2 separate regions of the Cricetulus griseus genome follow, and region 1 is linked to region 2. The links are chromatin contacts, called in public Hi-C maps. All regions are on one chromosome and are shown on one strand. The core of a region is the stretch at or near the end of the contact, and the rest is flanking DNA. Distances in the headings are between cores, read along the strand shown. Region 1 has its middle 17 kb from the start of Chrm3. Region 2 has its middle 94 kb from the start of Larp4b.

Evidence for each region. A called contact is a pair of places that touch in the nucleus more often than the background predicts.
Region 1: a contact with region 2 is called in a Hi-C map of the CHO-K1 cell line, with 7 times the contacts expected there. The contact joins two enhancer-like sites. A contact is called at or near these places in 4 of 8 Hi-C or Micro-C datasets (the CHK-Q cell line, the CHO-K1 cell line and fibroblasts).

Annotation. Positions count from the first base shown.
Region 1 is chr3:234,093,927-234,097,534 of CriGri-PICRH-1.0, forward strand. No RefSeq gene overlaps it. Among named protein-coding and RNA genes, the nearest start is that of Chrm3, 17 kb to the right of the region's middle. Within about 2 kb of position 1,460, at least 2 of the 6 cell types and tissues checked have open chromatin away from gene starts, as enhancers often do. A contact at or near this core is called in the CHO-K1 cell line, where this site is marked.
Region 2 is chr3:233,451,844-233,455,238 of CriGri-PICRH-1.0, forward strand. No RefSeq gene overlaps it. Among named protein-coding and RNA genes, the nearest start is that of Larp4b, 94 kb to the left of the region's middle. Within about 2 kb of position 1,563, at least 5 of the 6 cell types and tissues checked have open chromatin away from gene starts, as enhancers often do. A contact at or near this core is called in the CHO-K1 cell line, where this site is marked.

The sequences.
Region 1 (3,608 bases), core at 210-2,709, 640 kb after region 2:
AAAATTCTGAGTGAAACCAACACAGAGGAAAGGCAAGGATTTATTTTCTCTTACAACTCCTAGGTCACATTCCCTTCACTGAGGAAAGTCAGGGAAGGAACCTGGAAGCAGAGTGAAGCAGTCTTGGAAGCATACTTCTTACCACCTTGCTCTCCATTGCTTGCTCATCTTGCTGTTGTATACAACCCAGGAGTACCTGCCCAGGGGTGGCACCACCCATAGTTGGGGTGTGTCTTCCCACATTAATCATTTATCAAGAAAATAACCTACAGACTTGTCTATCGGCTAATCTGATGGAGCCAATTTCTCAATTGAGGTTCCCTCTTCTAAAAAGACTTCCAGCTTGTATCAAGTTGACATACACAGAAAATTCCAATTAGCACTGGTACCCACCAGACTTGATTCAATCAGTGGAACTCAGACTTGTGACATCCAGCATATCATGAGTGGCAACAGGGCTCCATAAGTTGCTCAGGCATGGGTCCTGGTCTCATATAAACATCTAGGGAGAGGACCCAGAAACAGGACCCTGGCTAACACTGATGCCCTGTTTGACCTTGTATGAAAACCTACTCCCTAGGCCTCCATTTCCTTATATGTATAATCATGATAGATGAAGCCTCTTAGTACTTGATTCTAGGATTCCTGTTCCATCAGAGCAGAGGGAGCCTCATGCTAAGAAGGCCACTTTAGACAGTCTGGGGGAAAGAGGGAGAGAACCTGCCTGACTTCTAGTTCCCAAGGCTGGAAGGCAGCTATGAATGACCAAGCCTTACCTCCTAGCAGACCAACGAGTGATACCTGGATGGAAAGCTATGATCTCCAGGAAAGCTACTCCATTCTGCCTCCAGCCACTTCCGTGTTGAGACAAATGCTGGAAACAAAAACAGCTTTGGGCTGTTACAAATGTCCTTTTCCCTCCTCTAATGTGCCTGAGTATTCCCCCCCTCCCTCCCCCCCCCCCCCCGCCCCGGCCTCCTACTCTGCACAGCCTAGGTTCAGCAACGTCCTATACTTCTGCCTAAAGCATGCTCCTGGATACAGAATGAGGCTGTATTAGTTGCTTTTCTATTGTGATAAAATACCAATCCGATGAAGGCATTTTCTCAATTGAGATTCTGTCTTCCCAAAGGACTGTAGTTGTGTCAAGTTGATAGAAACTAACTAGCATCAAGTCTAAGGTCCTCTCTCATTCTCTTTTCTTTCCCCCCATTTCTGCACACAGGGTCACCTAAGTTTTTTGGTGAGTGAATAGCCTTACATTGCTACTTGTAGGGAAATTTTAAATACTTCTAAATAAAATAAGAAGAGCAATTAGCAAATAAGTACCCTTTTGGAAACATTAGAAATTCCATTTAAGAAACTGTTTAAAACAGAGCCCAGGGACCAGCTAAACTCTTGCTCCTGAGCTAGCACTATGCACTGATGGAGCCAGAGCCACGCCTGTAACTATAACTGGCCAATCAGTTCTGACGCTTGGGGCTCTCACTCCTCCAACTGTTGTAGCTTTTGATTTCTTTAACCAAGTCTTTTGTTCTTTCTTTTGGCTATACGTTTGGCTTTACCCAAATCAGCCTTCCAAATAGCAGTTCCTGAGACTCTAAATAAAGCTATTTTGCAGTTTATGGCCTCAGTATTAACCGCCGATCTTGCTGTAAAGAATCGTCTAGGGTTGGAAAACGTTTTCTGCATATGGCTGGCTATCTCCGCAAACTGTTGAAGGGAGACCACACCGTTGCAGTAAGTGGTCACACGATGCCCTCTGGTGTGCACGATAAAGAACTGCATGCATGTACGCCGGGGTTTGGCGGTTCAAACTAGTATACTGCTAGATTAAAGTACAATTCTTGAACTCATTGTTTTGGGGGTGGCGTGTTGATGAAATCAGTGTACAGGATTTAAGAGTAAGACGCTGGAGCTCAGACTCTGTATGTCTATGATTCTGGTTCGGCTGTTTCGAGTGGAGAAAGGATCTAGGAAGCTCTCATTCCCCCGATGGTGGGGTCACAGATACCAGCAGGGCATGCAGGAATTCAAATCCAGTCAGCTGTTCCCCTCATCCTTCTCTGGCTTCGCTGCAGAAAGAATGGAAATCTCAATTCTTTGCAGTGTCCGTGGCTCCCTATTAAGTTGTACCAATATATTTCAGAATCTAAACGAAGTGGTCAAATTTCTTGAATGGAAAACAAAATGCACTGACTCACATAATGGTTAGTGAATTGTTCCTACTCAATCAAATGATCAAGAAAGTCAGGCCCTTGTCTTGTACCCACTTCTGATTTCTTTCCATACTGAAACTGGCTAATTTTTTAGAGTGATATTCAGTTTCTCTTCCTAGAATCCTATTCCTCTGCTATACTATGCTAATTCCAGTGTAACTGTAGTTGTCACACAGAGATGACAGTGCTAATGTCACCTTGAGAACCAGTGAGTGGGTTTGGGATATAGCTCAGGGGTAGAGTGCTTTTGTAATATGTTCGAAGCCCTAGGTTTAGTCTTCAGTAACACACACACACACACACACACACACACACACACACACACACACACCAAATGAAAATAATCCAGACAGAAGTATCAGGTGGCATTGACATGGGAGTAATCTATGTGACTATTTCCTCTAAGAGAGACACACACCCTGGGACAAAGCCCACTCAGGACAACCCCCTTCCCCTCCTTCCTAGACACAGTGCCTGATGTGGCCAGCTGACTGCTTTTGAACCAAACATTCTGAAGTGTTAGTGCTGCCCCATGCTATGCAGGCTGAAGCTGGAGCAAATGCAGTAACTTTTCTCTCCAACTGATTGTGGAGGAAACCTACCTGTTCATCAAGAGATACTGGCTGGGACTGTTAGTGAACAAGCAATAAGCTTCCGGAATGCCAGCCCTCCACCACACACACACACACACACACACACACACACACACACACACCACACACACACACACACTCACACACACACACACACACACACACACACACACACACACGGGACCCATATTTTTGGCAACAAGTGTTATTGTAGTTAGTGCAGACAACATTGGGGTGGCTATGACATGGATCTCTCTCATGTTAGTGACTTAAATGATTTTTTTTTTCTGGACCAATCATTGTTAACTTTCCTTGGGGGAGATGAACAAATATCTGCTCATCCACATAAGAAAGAAACCAACAAAAAACAAAGAAACAACACCATTCAAGTCTAGCTTGGTGAGCCAATGAATTTAATTGGTGTTACCCGCAAGACCACAAGCAACTTACAGATGCAAGCTGCTGAGAGTTCATACTAGCAGCAGCCATTTGTCCCTGGAGGCCGTGCTCCACATTATTCTCCGAACTACATGTAATTCAGATAACAAGTAGTGCACTAGCTGTAGCTGTGTCCAAAATTCCGGACGGAACCTCCTAAATGACAAAACATTTAATTTGTCCCACCATTTGACAGGGTTAAGTCTGGTTGCTTTCGCAGAACATCCTGTGGTGGCATAGGTTCATTACCTCATGGGGTGTAGAAGGTAGGAGGAGAAAGAAGAGAGGGAAGGGGAGGGGAGGATGATAAGAGAAGAGGAAAGGGGGAAGGGAAGGGAAGGAGGAAAGAGCAGGGATC
Region 2 (3,395 bases), core at 313-2,812:
CTTCCTGGATAAGGCCAGGGTGCCATCCTTCCATGTGGCCCAGGTTGTTGGGCAGCCCCTCAGTCAGGATGGCCACAGGTTGCAGTGAGACAGGAGTCAGTGGCACTGTTCACTCCACAGAGGATAGGGAAGTTTGGATACTTGCTTGGCGAGCCACAGATCACTGAGCAGGCCTGGATAAGTCACACATCACACAACATACACAGGCCACTTCCCAGGCCCAGTCATTGTCATCTTAACTGTGTCACTTGGCCTCTCTGCAGACAGGGAAATAAAACCTACCTGCTAGGTATTTGAAAAGGACTTAAAGACAGCTTTAAAAGCCCATATAGGGACCAGAGATGTGGGTGAGTTGGTAAAATGCTGGAGTAGCATTCACAGAGGCCCTGGATTCTATCTCCAGCATTGCACAAACCAGGCACGGTAGTGCACACTTGTAATTCCAGCACATGGGAAGTAGACACGGGAGGATTAGAAGCTCAAATCCATCCTCGGCAACATAGAGAGACCAGGCTACATGAAATTCTGGCTCTTAATTAATTTAAGAGTCAGGATGGGGACCTTGTACAGACAGTCAGGCTCTTCTGCCTCAAGTCCTAAGGGGAATTACAGATTCCAGGAAGGGTTGACTGGGCCTCTCCACAGAGGCCCAGCTTTCGTTCAGCAGTCACCCTCTTTGACACATTCCTTTATTCTCAGCCTCTCTCCAGAATCTGTCAGTCCCTGTAGGGTCTCCTCTTCAGAAGCGCAGGCACCATGCCTCTGTGTAACCAGCCAAGCACAGCACCCTGACCAGTCCCACCCCAGAAATTTTCTAACCTTAACTCTTGGGCTGGGCACAAGTGGCCATGGTTGGTTATATGCTCAACAGAGATGCTGAGAGACAGAGAAACACACACACACACACACACACACACACACACACACACACACACACACACAGAGAGAGAGAGAGAGAGAGAGAGAGAGAGAGACAGACAGACAGACAGACAGACAGACAGACAAGAGCAGGCTAACCATTCCTCTACCCAGACCCTTGTGAGGATCAGCCACATATTCTAAGCTAGTTTCCTAGGAATGCTACCAGCATACTCCTGCTGCAAGCAAGTGTGAGAAGTTGCTGTTGTTTTCAGAGATCCCTGAGTTACACTGAACAGGTGATGTGGTGACAACTTAAGGCAATGTCACATCATGTACCACTTACTGCAGCCTGGGCCCCATCACTACATTCTCCAATGTAGCCTGAGCCCAGTCCCCTGCACACTTTCCAGGGAGTGCAGCACACTTTAATTCCATAGGGTTAAGTCTCCTTGAAGGAGGTAGGTCTACAGGCCCAGGGGGCTGTGTAGGCAGTGCCTGTCTATTGTGTGTGCTCCGTGTGCCAGGCTCTGCTCTTGGATTTCAGGCTTTGGTAAAGTCTAGCTCAGTACTGGATATTCTGATTCACCAGCTCTAAGCCTCCAGAGACTTCTAAAAGTGGCACTTCCGAGTCCTGACTCAGTGGTGAAGGAGGCATTTGGTTACATTCTTCTCCTCAGTAGGAAGGCATGACTCATCCCTCCTCCTCGCCTGAGGCTAGGGGAAAGCCTTTGACACTAACCCTCTGGCTTGATGCTGGACTGCAGCTGTAGATCCAGCCTTCTCTGCCTGAGAGCCCAGTGCCGATACAGCTCCTTTTTTCCTTCACTCAAGATGTGGATGCAGGGGAAACAAGGCCAAGAATTTTGAGTGCCTCAGCCACATAGGAGCAGGGCTCCTCACCTGCTTTTCTCTCTCCTCACCAACAGAGCGGCCTTTCTGAGACAGACTCTGCTTCAACAGTGTCACCTTAGATCACTGTCTGGTCCAAGTCCTGGCCCCAGAACAAAACAGTCCTATAGTGAGGGTGGGGGTTGTGGTGTACATGCAGAAGGTGGCCTCTGATGTCATTCCCGAAGAGCCAGCCATCCTTTTCTGAGACCTTGTCTAGTCTGGAACTCACCGAATAGGCTAGAATGGCTGTCTAGTGAGCCTGGGGATCTGCCTGTCTCTGCCCCCCAGCATTGGAATTACAAGTATTTCCACAGTGCCCGGCTTTTCACATGGGGTTTGGGAATGGAGTTCAGGTCCTCATACTTGCACAGCAAGCGCCTCTAGCACGCCCTACAATTTCTTTTTTAAGGAAAAAATGTTTTAGATTTATTTATATTTTATATTTTATTTTATGTGTTTGAGTGCTTTACCTGCATGTTTATATGTTCATTATGTATATGCCTGGTCATGTGGGTCAAAGGTCAGAAGAGTGTCTAATCCTCCAGAACTAAAGATACAGATGATTTGAAGCAACCACGTGGGTGTTGGGTGCTGGGTGCCCAGGGGAATCAAACACAGATCCTTTGCAAGAGCAAAAGGTGTTCCTAATTGCTGGGCCATCTCTCCAGCTCAGCTTCTTACTCCTCATTTCCTCCAGGGTAGGTCTAGATAAGAGTCATCCTCCAGTAGGTATCGAACTTGAGGCCACCCTGGACTACATGAGATCCTGTCAAAAGAAGGAGGGGGGAAGGGGTGAAGGGAGGGGGGAAAGAGGAGAGGGAGGGGGAAGGGGAGGAGGAGGGAGGCACCAGTGAAAATAATCCACATCAGCTATGCATAGAACTTAGAAACTGCCAGGTGCCGCTGACAGCACTAGTGAGCATGAGAGACATTAGTTAGTAGTCAGAAGCTGCTGGCTTGAAGGGTTTCCCATTGAAACATTCCTTTGTGCCCCAGATTTTCAGGCACGTGAGTGCTGGGCACAGTTTGACAGAGTAATGCTGAAGGAAAACAGTTTCTTCAAAAGGAAAGAGGGTTCCTTGTCTTCTCCCACCACTGCAATCACGGCTGGGTATGCAGGGCAGGCTGAGTGCATCCCTGGCTGACTGCCAGGCCTTGAAGGAGAGCTTAGATTGCTTAGATGGGCTGCACTGAACCTAACTTATAAATAATCCAAGAGAGCTGAACTGCCTCCAGCAAGGCCGGGTCTGCTGTGAGCCTTGCCCAAGGAGCTCAGGGTATGCTCAACAGAGCTGTTTTGCTTTGATTTTACAGAGCACAGATGAATCTTTCTGGATGCAGAGATACATGGTAAGACCTCAGGCCCAGGATGTAGGCTTGACCTCTGCTTCCTTGTAATTAAATTGCATGCAGAGAGGTGGAGGGATGGCTCAGTCAGTACAGTACCTGCTGTGTAACCAGGACCTGAGTTTGGGTCCCCAGCAGCCACATGAAAATCTGGGTGCCGTAGTGTGTGTGTCTAATGTCTAACCCCATTGCCGTACTGATTAGAGCCGAGGCAGGAGATCACTTAGTTCACTGACCAGCCAATACTACCAAATCTGTGAGTGAGCTCTGGATTCAGGGAGAGACCATGTCTCAAA